Regions from separate parts of the Zea mays genome. Here region 1 is linked to region 2. The links are chromatin contacts, called in public Hi-C maps. All regions are on one chromosome and are shown on one strand. The core of a region is the stretch at or near the end of the contact, and the rest is flanking DNA. Distances in the headings are between cores, read along the strand shown. Region 1 holds the start of LOC100274512. Region 2 holds the start of LOC100283598.

Region 1 (7,081 bases), core at 3,549-6,048, 160 kb before region 2:
TATATCTGACGCCAGAATTGCATAAGTTCTACCAAATTCAGCAGACAATAAAGCCAATTATCTACAGACACGTCACAGCCTCACAGGCAGCATTTAGATGTGCAGTGAGGTCATATCCAGCTCCCCGCTCTCGCGAACCTCCCTAACTGTCTTATCACACTCAGCTTCTTCTTCCTCCTCTTTGGGTTCGCTCTCCACTTCCTTTTCCTCCTCATCTGAGCATTCTTCACTGTAACCATAGCCTGATCTCGACGATTTTGGCAAGGTTCTTGCCTCCTTGACAATCTTCATGATTTCTTCGGTTGTTTGGTCTGAAAATGCAGAGACACTGTTGTCCCTCCTGAAGTAGGATAACTGCACCGCCTCTGTGAGCTCCCTCGGCAAGTTCTTTAGGAACCATGGATGGCTTTTTATTTCCCTCATGGTGATTCTCTATGCGAAATTCAAAATTGCAAAAAAGGATAAGCCACTTATAGACCCAATAACCATGCAGACACAGTGACATCACAATTGAGATGGTTCATTGTATTACCCTTAATGGATTGCTGACAAAGATACGTGAAATGAGTTGTCTGCAATCATCAGATATGCGAATGTTGTCTGGGATATTATATTGAATTGCTGCAATTCGCTGAGAATATAAGTGTAAATGTTAGGGGGCAAAACATATTTCTTTCTTCAATATATGTGAAGAGCATCCATAACATAGGCACCTAGCTGTCACCTGAATGGTCTTTCTAATATTTTTAGGATCATCCTGATCTTCAAACGGGTAGGCTCCCACAAGCATGACAAAAAGAGTAACTCCACATGACCATACATCTGCAAGCTATAGTACCAAAACACACTAGTCAATTGTCATTACTCAGTAACACCAAGTACTAATGCTGTTTGAAAGGAAGCAATGAAACAGTGTTTAATTTGTACTCCTAGAATATTCATATATTTAATATTTATGATTAATACCGCCGAAAGCAAAAGTGTAAAATGTTCAAGCAATAGATGCCCGAGTAGATGGCATGTTTGAACTGACTATGGATATGACTCTGGTCATGTTGTCGGATTCACCTCAACCCACATGTGTTGATGTGGATTGGGGTGGAATTTAGTTAAGTTCTGCTCCAATCCATCCCGACACATGTGGATTGATGCGAACCTGACTAAATCCAAACAAGGCCTAATAGTCAGCTTTCTGATGAAGATCAAGTATGATTGACATCAACTGGATAAGTTCACTGAGATAATTTCTGCCACATCTAGTGTCATCAGTCATCACAATGCATAATAACAAATAAAAGCTTTATCGACTGTATCAGTTTCACGAACAAAATTCAAGGAAACTAAAGCAAAAAAGTAAGAGTATATCTAAACATGCACAGAGATATCACCATTTCACCAAGAATAAACAAATTCTGCAACAATAAGTCATGATATGTTTTGATGGATGAATTAATTGACCCTATAATTTAACAGATTTACCATTGCCAGTTCGCACTTCTAACACTTGATTTCAACAATTCTTGATGGAAACAAAGGGTTTCGTTTTATCTATAGGAATCTTCTTAAGAATCACCTAATTTAACTACATATAAACAACTACATGAGTGGAACTTGCTGAAATAAAGATAAAAATGACAAATTCTAGAGTGTCGTACATTTTTTTATATTTTGGTTAGTGATTTTTGTATCATGATTCAATCAAGAGAAGCTAACTGTTGATTTCCACTAGCTATACCATAACAGAGTTACAGTAAATTTGTATTTGACAATAATATTCTTTTGCTAGTTGAAATTACGTGTCAATGAAAGCACTGAACATATGCCACCAATTTTTTTGTTGGTAAATTAGTATGGATGTGTCCATACAGAAATAATATCTGAAGTGCACAATTAAATTAGCAGTCCAGACTGTAGAGGTACATGATGTGTTGAATCAAATAAAATACAGTTCTAAAGTGACCTTGAATAAAAAAGGAGAACCTATGTGCTGACCAGTGACCACACAGTTTAGTCGCCTAAAAAAATCTAGCCAATTTACTGAAAGAGTATCGACACAGAGAAACATATTAAAGGCCATGACTCCATTAACTACACCAAAACTTGGACCAATATATTGGAAAGTGGATGATGGTCCACTGGATGGATGGTCTGCATGTGCAATGGGCCAATGAGTCCACTCTACTTTATCAGTGTCAACATCTGTTAGGGTACACCTTACCAACAGAAACACAAGGGATGAAGAGGCAAGATTCCAACACCAAGTCTGAAAGTGACTACTTATCCTCTATTCACTGTTGCTACATATTCCAATAACCAATCCAGTGTCTTCGAAAAGTCACAAGTATTGATCAAGATAAGTCCAGGAATTATGGTTTAAAAGGTTACTACAACTAACCATAAAACTCAATTTTAATCTAGGAAGTGTGTCTTCATGCTGAAGTTTCTCACTGATATCTACTATGAGATGGTGAAATCAAATCAAATACACAAATATGTTTGTCGATGAAACAAATAACTAATGAATAAACTAGTCTTCAGAGAATATAAACACCTGACCAAGTATGTTATCGAAATTGGGAAGCTCAATATATGTATTTTTCTTATCTCAAGCCTCTTTCCTTAATGGCATCAATATTGGGCGTGAATTCTCCGGAACCAACACAGACAACTGTGGACCATCAGATATAACTGTCCACAAAAGAATGTGCGGTGCCACAATCTTGAAAAGAATCAGAGTTGTTGCGCACTATTGATAGATAACTTAATTATAAGTACTTAGAAGAGATTTTGGTAATAAGGTGGTACCTCTACATCTTGATAACATTTTTTGAAATGAATAACCCTAAATAATCACTAAACTTGACCATGCAGCACTTGCAGACAACATCTAGTCTAGCACTAATGTGAATGCCAGCAATAAGAATGTAACTAAATATGATGTGTAATAATGATAAGATGAAGAATATTACTGAATATATGCTTAACAGAACGTCAACATGCAAGTATACATAAACATGAGATTCTTGCCATTCACCTTCCCATCATACTCCCGCCGAGAAAGCACCTCTGGTGCAATATATGCTGGTGTCCCCACTGCTGACTTTGGCCTTGAATGTAGTACTGATGACTGTTACGAATTAGCAATTAAATGTTATTCTCAAGCAAGCTCACAGACATGTCAAAGAATTTAAAGCTACCAATACAACGAGAAATTAGTGACAACCTTGGAGTAGCCAAAATCACATATCTTAAGCCGTGGAGCTGGGCTGCCATCCAAGAGAACATTCTCCAGCTTCAAATCTCTATGACATATTTGCTGAAAAGTAGACAAGATTCCAGCATTTAAGCATATGTTCAGGCCCCACTGGTAAGTAATTAAAAAAAACACACCTACACTTCCCACAAGAAAGCATATCTAGTACTATGTGAACTGTAACTACTAGACGCTAATTTATAGTTTCTTCATACCATGTGATGGCAATAGCTCACTCCACAGATCAACTGCTGGAAGAAATACCTGGTCTACAATGAGCAGAAGAGAATATATTAAAATTTGTTATGGGGGATTAATAACACATTAAGGGCTAGTTTGCCACTAATTTCCCTTGGGAAAATGAAAATCCCTTGAGAAAATGTAGTTGTCAAACTAACCCTAAGGCTAGAATAGTACTCAAACAACATCCAAAAATAATATAATACCTCATCCTCGCTAAATCGCCCACGATCTACGATTCGATCAAATAGTTCACCACCAGCCGCATACTCCATCACAATTGCAAGATGAGTTGGAGTTAGGATCACCTGCAGAATTTTTTCCCATAATGGAATAAGCTTTTGAGTTGGTGGTCGTTTATTTAGCAAGTATATATTTATATAAAGTAATAGAAAATAATGTTATATGTATAGTACTAGAGTCTAGAGAAACTAAAAGGGAGAGAGATAAACTTGGCACACACTTCGAATCTAAGCAACTTATTTCCCAAATAATTTAAACCCAACTATCTGGCACCTTAATACTGATCCACAAATCCTAAAAGGCAAAATTTTGGGCAGCCAGCTTGATTGCTTCAATGCAATCTCGATTCTCAAAAACAAATGCTCATAAACACAACAAATTAAGAAGAAGATGAACCCTGCGTCAGAATTTCCGCGTCATCGGCGCCTCCTTCAACCGCACAAAAGCACGCACACCGCATAGATCAAAGTCTCTTTTTTACCCCGAAGCCTACAGATATACCTAATACCAGGACAAAAGGGAGTAATAAACGATCGAGAAATATCCGCGCTCCTTATTGGCACACGCACACGCACCTCTATGAACTGGATGATGTTAGGGTGCCGCAGCGACCGGTGGTTGACGATCTCGCGGTACACATTCTCGTCGATCTGCGGGGGCGAAAAAAGCGCACCCGATCAGCACAACAATTAAAATCAGAACCACCGATCCAAACCCTCGACAAACCAACCCGACCCAAACCCTTCGAGTCGAAAGAGCAGAGAAGCCAAGGTTCGGACCCGGTGGCCTCGTTCGATGAGCTTGACGGCGACGAGTTCTCGGGTCTCGCGGTTGCGCATCAACCGCGCTACCCCGAAGTTGCCCGACCCGATGTCCCGAACAGCCTCGTACTTGTCCATGATCCCGACCCCGTCGTCCGCCGCGCGCGTCAGCGCGGTGGCATGCGGGAGCACGTTCGCGGGGCAGGAGGTGGGGAGGAAGGGAAAAGGCAGGGGAGCTAGGCGAGCGGGAGGGCGAGCTCGACGAATCGGCGGGCGGAGGAGGCGGTGTGGTGTGGTCTCCTCGGGCGCGGTCGTGTCGCTTTCTGGTGTGGCGCCCTGCTGGAGGTTTATATATAGGAGATGCACGGGGGACGGTGGGTGCTAGGTGGGCCCTACAGTCAGTGCCTTGTGGCGTGTCCATGAAGGAAGCGCTGCTTGTATTTTTATTTTTATCGTAGTAACGGATTCTGTGCGCTTTGTTTATCGAATCAGCGAGGAAGGAGGAAGTAGGGCTCTTTTTAATGCTCTAGCGTCGTTTCATTCAGGATAAAAAGGAGCCGGGTGTAGGACGACAACCGAGCGGATCTAAGACAATGCACGCGCGTATACCTACCTACCTTAACTAAGGGCCTGTTTGGAGGCTGACGTCGAGCGCCACACCCCGCCTAAGATACGGCGGCCGATTCGACCGCCACAACTGCGGCGCGCGGTGTGGTGTTTGCGGCAGCAATCCAAACGCGCCTTAGAACCCAAAGTAGCCCTTAAGTAGGAGATATAAATACTTATTCGAATATGATCTGTCTAACGCTCGTTTGGATCATTGGGATTAAATTTCATTCTAATAATAATAATTTAGCCATATATCAATTAAACTAATTTATTTTTATGCAAAATATATTTGTATACTGTTATTAATAAGATGTCGGAGATATTTATTTGCTACATTTTTACTATAGAGAAGTAAATATAGAGGAGTAAAAACGAAGAATGTCATGTAAGTTACAGAGTAGAAACAAAGTCTACTAATGCATAAAACCATTTCTCATCCTCCACCCCGTGAATTTGAGATAGGATTATATCTGAACTTTGTAAAGTGGTGGAATGTTAAATTGCAAACTGAAAGTCGCCTAGAGGGGGTGGATAGGCGGAAACTGAAATTTATAACTTTAAACACAACTACAAGTCGGGGTTAGCGTTAGAAATAAATTCGAGTCCGAAAAAGAGGGTGAAAACAAATCACAAGCAAATGAAGAGAGTGACACGGTGATTTGTTTTATCGAGATTCGGTTCTTGCAAACCTAATCCCCGTTGAGGTGGTCACAAAAACCGGGTCTCTTTCAGCCATTTCCCTCTCTCAAACGGTCACCTAGACCGAGTGAGCTTCCTTCCTTGATTTCTCGGGTCACTTAGACCCCGCAAGGACCACCACACAATTGGTGTCTCTTGCTTCGCTTACAAGGCTTTGAGAGTAAGAATGAGAGAAAGAAGAAAAGCGATCCAAGCGACAAGAACTCAAATGAACACAAAAATCTCTCTCTCACAAGTCACTAAGTGTTTGGAGTGGTTTTGGACTTTGGAGAGGATTTGATCTATTGTTTGTGTTTTGAAGTGAAGTCTAGAGCTCTTGTATTGAATGCAATATGCTGGAAACTTGGATGCCTTGAATGGTGGTGGTTGGGGTATTTATAGCCCCTGAAAGGGAATTAGGCTTACACCTAGTCCCTAATTAATTTTGGTGGTTGAATTGCCCAACACAAATAATTGGACTAACTAGTTTGCTCCAGTGTATAAGTTATACAGGTGTTAAAGGTTCACACTTAGCCAATAAAAAGACCAAGAGTTGGATTCAACAAAAGAGCAAAGGGGTCAACCGAAGGCACCTCTGGTCTGGCGCACCGGACTGTCCGGTGTGCCACCGGACATGTCCGGTGCACCAGAGGACTCCAACGCAAACTCGCCACCTTCGGGAATTTCCAGAGGCGACTCCGCTATAATTCACCGGACTGTCCGGTGTACACCGGACAGTGTCCGGTGCGCCAAGGAAGAGCGGCCTCAGGAACTCGTCGGCTTCGGGAATCTCCAACGGCTAGTCCGCTATAATTCACCGGACATGTCCGGTGTACACCGGACTGTCCGGTGCAACGGCTATTCGGCGCCAACGGCTACCTGCGACGCAATTAATGCGCGCGCAGCGCGCGCAGAAGTCAGGCGCGCCCATACTGGCGCACCGGACAAGGTACAGTGCATGTCCGGTGTGCACCGGACATCCAGGTGGGCCCACAAGTCAGAAGCTCCAACGGTCAGAATCCAACGGCAGTGATGACGTGGCGGGGGCACCGGACATGTCCGGTGTGCACCGGACTGTCCGGTGCGCCATCGAACAGACAGCCTCCCAACGGCCACTTTTGGTGGTTGGGGCTATAAATACCCCAACCACCCCACCATTCATAGCATCCAAGTTTTCCACTTCTCAACCACTTACAAGAGCTAGGCATTCAATTCTAGACACACCCAAAGTGATCAAATCCTCTCCAATTCCACACAAAGCCTTAGTGACTAGTGAGAGTGATTTGCCGTGTTCATT
Region 2 (7,028 bases), core at 1,301-3,800:
TCCCGTGGCACCGAGCCATGGTCAGGCGTGGCAGAACCAGACAGAGGGGTCGATCATGACGATGGAAAACCAGTCGAGTGGATCCCGCGCTTTGCTCGAGACCGACCTGTCATAAATAATCGACTGCACTAACTGCGCATAGCGCCGAGCCACAACGGAGGCGCCGGTCTACCTCCCACTCATGACCTACGAACCCCTCGGACCATAGAGCACTCATGAACTACAATCCCTTGGACTATGGCACATTTATGACCTGCGCATCCCCAATTAGTAGAGCACTCATCACCTATCGGGACGAGGCTTGGGTGCACAGACCGCTTGCAGCGTGCAACACGACGAGTCACACCAAGCCCAGGGCTACGAAGGCTAGGGGTCAGTATAGCTCAAATGATGGTGTCTTGTCTCACACCAACGTCGTCTGTAATAAAGAATACAGGACAACCAAACGACCGCAGGCACATGTGGCTTTAACCCATGGTAAGACGCCCAGTTTTACCATCGCCTGGTAGCTCATTCCCAAAGAAGCCACCACGGGTCGACCCCCCTCCTTAGCCTATAAAAGGAGGAGGCCACCCCCCGAACACGGGAACTTCCTTTCGGACGGACGACGCAAGGACGAACACCAGACGAGACGACGCCTAGAAGATCGACGAACAGGAGGAGGACCCCGATGCTGGAGCCTCGTCGCCAAGCTAAGACTTAGCTAGGACTCAACCTTTTAACCACCTCAACCACGAACAAGCGACTTCGGAGCCTCTCCTCACTCTCTCGCACTGCTTGTAACCCCTATTACGAGCTTCGATCATCAATGGTATCGGTAGCGCAAACCGTTGATGATTGGATGTAGGGACATTCTGCCCAAACCAGTCTAAACCTTGCGCCCACCGCGCACACCGTCCGGAGCCCGGAACACGAACAATAAATCTACTTGTCGAAGCGAGGTTTGAAACACCGACAGTTGGCTTGCCAGGTTGGGGACTTGCACGTTCCACGACGATGTTCTTCAAAGCTCCTAATGGCTGGCAACGACGTTGACATGGTCAGGACTCCCGGAACAACCATCAGTTTTGGGAATCTTGATTTCATTGTCGGTAGTAAGGAAACAATGGGTCGGGCCTCGAAAGCCCTGGTTCCCTGGATGAGCAAATCACTCGACGTCATCGAAGGGTTTGGCTACCTGTGGCTCGGTCCTTCAGGAGGTGGCGACCAGCAACGGCGCGTGCCACAACCCGCTTTCGCCGAGGTCGCGGGTATGCTAGGCCCCATCTAGGGTCTATTTCGCGACCTCCTCTCGCCAGAGTCAGAAAGCGAACTGGTTCCCATGTCAAGTGGGATTGGTCGCGACTGGACCTAGGAGTGCCTCATGGTCACCTCGGTAGGGGACCCCTCTTCTTATGGAGAACCTAGAGGAGGCCCCACTAGTGCTGCGATATACACCGTAACTTCCGCCCTGCTTCGATTCGACCTGTTATCCCAGGAACTGTCCTCGGGACAAGGCTTCACTAAGGGCGGTCGAGGTTCCATAACCAGGAGGTGGGGCTGCCACGACGTCGAACGGTGTGACTGCGACGTAGTTTTTGGCCAACACACGCCATAGCGTTTAGCGCCCGCTGCCGCCGCTTGACCTACAGTGGGGTTGGCTCACCGCGATTTCCCCGAGCAAGCTAGAACGTCGTGCCGCCACAACGCTTTTGGACAAACTCCTCGAGGCGAAAACTCCAAGCGAACAAAGGACCCACCAAGGAATTTGGGGCTTCCTCAAACTCGCAGTTTGGCAGCAGCCAGCAGGTCGAATCTTCTACATCACAACATTAGGAACTTAGGGTTGACCGATGCACCACATTCATGCCATCGAGGAACGACGCCATGCTGGGGCAGCCGCCCGGATCCGAGAAAGGCACGGAACGAACCTCGCTCTGTCGGCGCCTAGGGCTTGGTAGAAGAGCGCGTAGCACGCCCAATCCAGAAAAAAGAAAGAGAATACAGAGGGGGCTAGACATAGAACAACTGGTGTCGCAGAGGCCCCTTCAATCCTGATGAGGACCTAAGCCTAAGCCCCCGCCCCGATACCTCGGGCTTTTAGCCACCGCATCCTTCAGGCACCCGTTATGTTTGGGCTAAGCTTATTTAAATTTTAATTTTATGAAAATAGCTAGCTCATTAATAGTACGAGTATGACATAACAAATTACCGTTGTAACGTATGAAGATATTTGCTAATTATTGTCAAAATATAATCTTCTAAGATTGACGATATGAGCGTTTCCTTGCTAAAAGAAGGGTAACTGTTTACATACATGCGCATTTGTTTATTTCCCTAAAAGACAAGGTGTCATGTGCAATAACACTGAAACTGAGTCCCCCTCTTGTCCGGCCGCCGCTGCCAGCTTGTATCTCGTAATATCTTACTCATTTTTTCCGTTAAAAAAGAAAAGCTTTTCATTTTACACCTCACCTCCCCGTCCCACCACGTACAAAGGCGACGCGAGCAGCGTTTGCTTCCCTTTCCCTGCTGTGCTCGGCCTCGCCGCTTCCTCTGCCCTGGCTCAACGATTCCTCCGCTTTTCCTTTTTCAAAATCGCCCTTTCCTCGTGCGCGTGTCGACTCCTTCCTGCTCGCCGCCGGGTCTGGGCTGGGTGACGCTGCCTCGGATGAGGCCGCGCTGACCGGAGCCGTAGCCGGACCACCCGCCCACCCATGGCGCGCCCGCAGCGCGTGTATGAGGCTTGGAAAGGGAACAATGTAAAGATCCTGCCCTCTCTTTCCCCTGCCCCCCTCGCTTCATCTTATTAGTTCTTGAACCGGGAATCTGGGTTGCACTGTTCGGTTCTTTCGTGGGGAATTCCGCTTCCGCTTCTTGCTGTACGGGGTCGTTTTGGTAGAGTTGGTTCGCGTCTGGTCTGTACTTATTATGCCAGCGTGCTGTTTAATACTTTATCGTTCTCGGCGATTCCAGGCACGAACATGAACAGTAGATTGCGTGGGATGCGTGGCTCATGTTATCTTGTTTGCTGTCCTGTGAACCTGTGTGTGTGTGTGTGTGTGTGTGTGTGTGGAACTGTCAATGTGCGGCCCTACTGCATTCTGACGTAGTTCGTTCGCTGTCTGCAGAAATTCTTCTTTGGTGGGAGGCTCATATTCGGACCTGACGCCAAGTCACTGATCCTGTCTGTTTCGCTCATTGTGGCCCCGGTATTGGTCTTCTGCGGATTCGTTGCTCGGCATCTTCGCCACCACTTCCCGGCTTACAATGCTGGATATGCGATTCCTGCGGTAGCTGTAGTGTTTATGATTTATGTGAGTTCTGTGTGCTGATTCCTGCTGGTATCGATCAGTTAGCATTCGCGATATGCTCTTGGCTGAGCACGGATCATTGTTTTCCTTCTGTGTAGGTGCTAGTCCTGCTCTTGATTACATCAGCGCAGGATCCTGGGATCGTTCCCCGCGCAGCCCACCCGCCGGAGGATGAGTTTTCTTATGGCAACGCTTTGTCTGGGGGCACGCCTGGGAGGCTACAATTCCCCCGTGTAAAGGAAGTACTGGTTAATGGGATGCCTGTGAAAGTGAAGTATTGTGACACCTGCATGATTTATCGGCCTCCTCGATGCTCACACTGTTCGATATGCAACAATTGTGTAGAGCGCTTTGACCATCATTGCCCCTGGGTTGGACAATGCATTGGGCAGGTAGATAGTCCTATTTCTCTACTGTAATCTAGCGTATTTTTTATGATTTGTTGCTGTATCAACTAGCAAACATAAATAGACCCTGAACATGTTGATTTCACATGTCTGTCAAAAAAGCATGTACTTTTCATATGAATATGTCTAGATTCCTGGAATATCTACACACAAGAGAAGTGTTACACAATATTTGTTGTTCCTCTGGTTATTGCTTATAAATGCATTCGCTTCGTTTTGCACTTTTCTTATATGGTGTGATGCTAGTCAGCCTGCTTTTAGTTAAAATATTTCGAGTACTCTAGAACACAGGCTGGAACCTTGTTCCATTATTTTTTAAAAAGTACTCTTGACGGCTCAAAAAAAGTAAGTGAATGCAAATCAAATGGTTCAATGCTGTGCAAGCATAGTATATAAGTGCCAGAGGGAGGTTGGAATAGCCTTATATGAGTTTTCTTATATGGGCTTTGTTTGGTGTTGGATTGTGTCACATACCTAGAATTTCAGGCCTTCTTAACTAAGGTTATATGCATACCAATAGTAGTGATGAAACTGTGTGATGTGGTGCTCTCTAATGTCTCCTTCTGAGTTCAGCTTTAGCATAGAAATAAGACAGGTTAAGAAAAAACAGTCATATTGTAGTAGCATTGTAATTGTAATGCACTTGCCACCATTTGACATAGTTAACACGTTCACCTACTTAGTATACCAGACATATAACTGTTGTATTTCCTTGACATAAATGTGAACCTTTGGTGGGCATGGGACATGCTTCTTTACTTAATGTTGTTTGCTAGGTGGACATGCAACATGTTTATGTACTTATTTTTGCACTCTCAACATAGGTGCATGATTATGTTTCTATTAGGTGGAGTCTGACCTTATTCCAGCCTGACCAGTTTCTCAAATATGCATAACTGGCAGTAAATCCTAGGAACTACAGTTGTATTAGTTTTCCATGATAGTTTTTATAAGTTATGCACTGGCAAAAGAACTGTTGAATTCTGTAATCCAACTAAAATCCCCTCCATTACACAAGATCAGCTACTTGAAATATTTAGTTCTAAGTGCGAGGTCCTCAGAACTTTCATGTTGAAAGAATGATTTCTTACAATCTGTAGGAATTTTTTCTTCAGTTTCTCCTTGATTGCCTTCTTTTAACCTGATCTTTACTGGCTCACTTTTACAATGTGCAGCGCAATTACCGGTACTTTTTCATGTTTGTTTCTTCCTCGACTCTTCTCTGCATTTATGTATTTGCAATGTCAGCCTTGTACATCAAGTTTCTCATGGATGAGGATTATCCAACAGTATGGAAGGCTTTCAAACACTCTCCCGCTTCTTTGGGGCTTCTGATATATTGTTTCATTGCTCTCTGGTTTGTTGGTGGACTCACTGGATTTCATTTGTACCTCATTAGCACCAACCAGGTTAGTTTCTTCAATTTGAGATTGATTAGTTAATTTGTTTTCTATACCAAGAATTTATTTTCTTCATGATGCTAGTTCTTTTAAAGTATGTACTTGAAAAATCAAATACTATCCAGAAGTGTCGGGACATGCTTGTGGTAATTCATGTCCACTAGCTTAACTGTATCTATTATTTTTGAGTTGGTTCCATGTAAAATATTAAGACATTATTTTGGTTTGACCATTTGATGTTTATCAACTTAAAGACTCTATAGGTATGCTCTAAAAATCAAAAGGGCACATTTTTCATATATTCCGCCATGTAATTGGGATTTTGGTTACTAGTCTTTTTGTGGTGGTGGTAGCGGTGGGGGTTATAGGGCCAAGCTCCTGCCTTAATCAAGACAAACAATGTTTACAGCATCCAGGTGAATTACACCCTCCTGTCAGTACCCCAGGAAACAGATTGAAAAACCAGCTAGTAAGGATAAAACAAACTCCGTGCCCCTCATATATCTTTCATGAAACACCAAGAGAAGCTAAATTCGACCATTTCCCAGACTCAACTGCGTCCTCCACATATGAACACTTGGACAGCAACCCTTCTGCTTCGGCGGGTTGGATCTTGTCCTTCCAGTTCATAGCAATTAAGAATAGAAATCTTCTCCCAGTGGTGCCATTCATCAGCATGTCGACCTTGCTGGGCTTACTGCTATCATTCTCACCTTGGCAACAAGTCTATATCTATATCCATAGAGTGCTTGGTTATGTGTCCAACCTTGATACTAGTTTCATAATGAATGAAGCAACTCTGCAGTTTTCTGTTCTGACGCTCTGATTTTTTGCAGACCACGTACGAGAATTTCCGATACAGATCAGACAGCAGGCCTAACATCTATAGCCAAGGATGTCTGAATAACTTTCTACAAGTCTTCTGCAGCAAGACAAAACCTTCTAAACACAAGTTCCGGGCCTACGCGCAAGAGGAAGTGCGGCCTCCAACGGTTAGCTTCGGCAGGGAGGTCGATGAGGAACCGGTCGGCGGGCCTCGGCCGAAAGTTGAGGACGATCTTGAAATTGGTACCGATCTTCTGAAGATCTCTCAGCGGCGCAACTACGAGGACGTCGATGCAGAAACGGGAGGCCGTCGCAGTCGCAGCAGCGAGGTGGAAGGCACGGCCAGTGCCAGACCTGCTGTGGCGTGCTCGGAGTCCCAGATCCCTGCGGTCGGGGGTACTGACGTGAGGGTGCGGCACTCGAGCTGGGACCGGCGAAGCGGGAACTGGGACATGTCGGCTGTGCTTACGAGGAGCGCGTCAGATGTGATTGGACGTAGCAGCGTGTTCGCCGCGGACGCTGCACGTCCATCTCTAGAAGAGACTCGCTAGCGAACTGTGTCTGTGCATCCAGGAAACATGTGCGAGCGGTTCGGATAGCGAGGCCATTTGACTCGTGGTGGTGGTGACACACACCCAGGTGTTTTGGCTTTGGCTGCCTTGATTGGGTTTTTGTTACCGACCCTTGTCAGTTGTCATGTATGGACAGTTATTTTTAGTCAGAGAATCTGCCCCCATTGTTGCCGGCATGTTCGTGTGCCTGTAAATTGCAAATGCAGGATCCTCATCAACTTCAATTCTTATTGGGCTGTTTCTTTGAGAATGCGTAATGTGAAAAAGCATCTGGCCTAGCTCTTTATAGGAATGGATGCAATTTTAAAGCATCCGAACCCTTGTCAGGGAGTGAAGCAAAAAAATTGCTCGTGATCGCACATGTGATGTTTATCTAAACTCACCAGTGATAGCACCGTGGATGCAATTTTAAAGCATCCGAACCCGTCCCCGTCGGGGATGACCCCAAATTTTTACTCGGCGTACAATTTTAAATATTAATTTAACTATCTCTACTATATAAAACACCAGTTTCTACGGTTTCAGGGAGAC

Evidence for each region. A called contact is a pair of places that touch in the nucleus more often than the background predicts.
Region 1: a Hi-C map of ear shows a contact between it and region 2, with 1.8 times the contacts expected there. The contact joins the promoter of LOC100274512 here to the promoter of LOC100283598 in region 2. A contact is called at or near these places in 3 of 25 Hi-C or Micro-C datasets (ear, leaf and tassel).

The regions. Positions count from the first base shown.
Region 1 is chr6:161,595,219-161,602,299 of Zm-B73-REFERENCE-NAM-5.0, reverse strand. LOC100274512 reads right to left here and starts at 4,798. Exons shown (of 9, transcript NM_001148870.1): 1 at 4,516-4,798; 2 at 4,312-4,386; 3 at 3,700-3,801; 4 at 3,469-3,522; 5 at 3,224-3,316; 6 at 3,035-3,127; 7 at 725-829; 8 at 533-631; 9 at 1-432. The coding sequence starts at 4,635. The coding sequence ends at 94.
Region 2 is chr6:161,430,269-161,437,296 of Zm-B73-REFERENCE-NAM-5.0, reverse strand. It overlaps LOC100283598, which reads left to right and starts at 2,550. Exons shown (of 5, transcript NM_001371952.1): 1 at 2,550-2,741; 2 at 3,111-3,296; 3 at 3,392-3,685; 4 at 4,876-5,109; 5 at 5,937-6,745. The coding sequence starts at 2,697. The coding sequence ends at 6,476.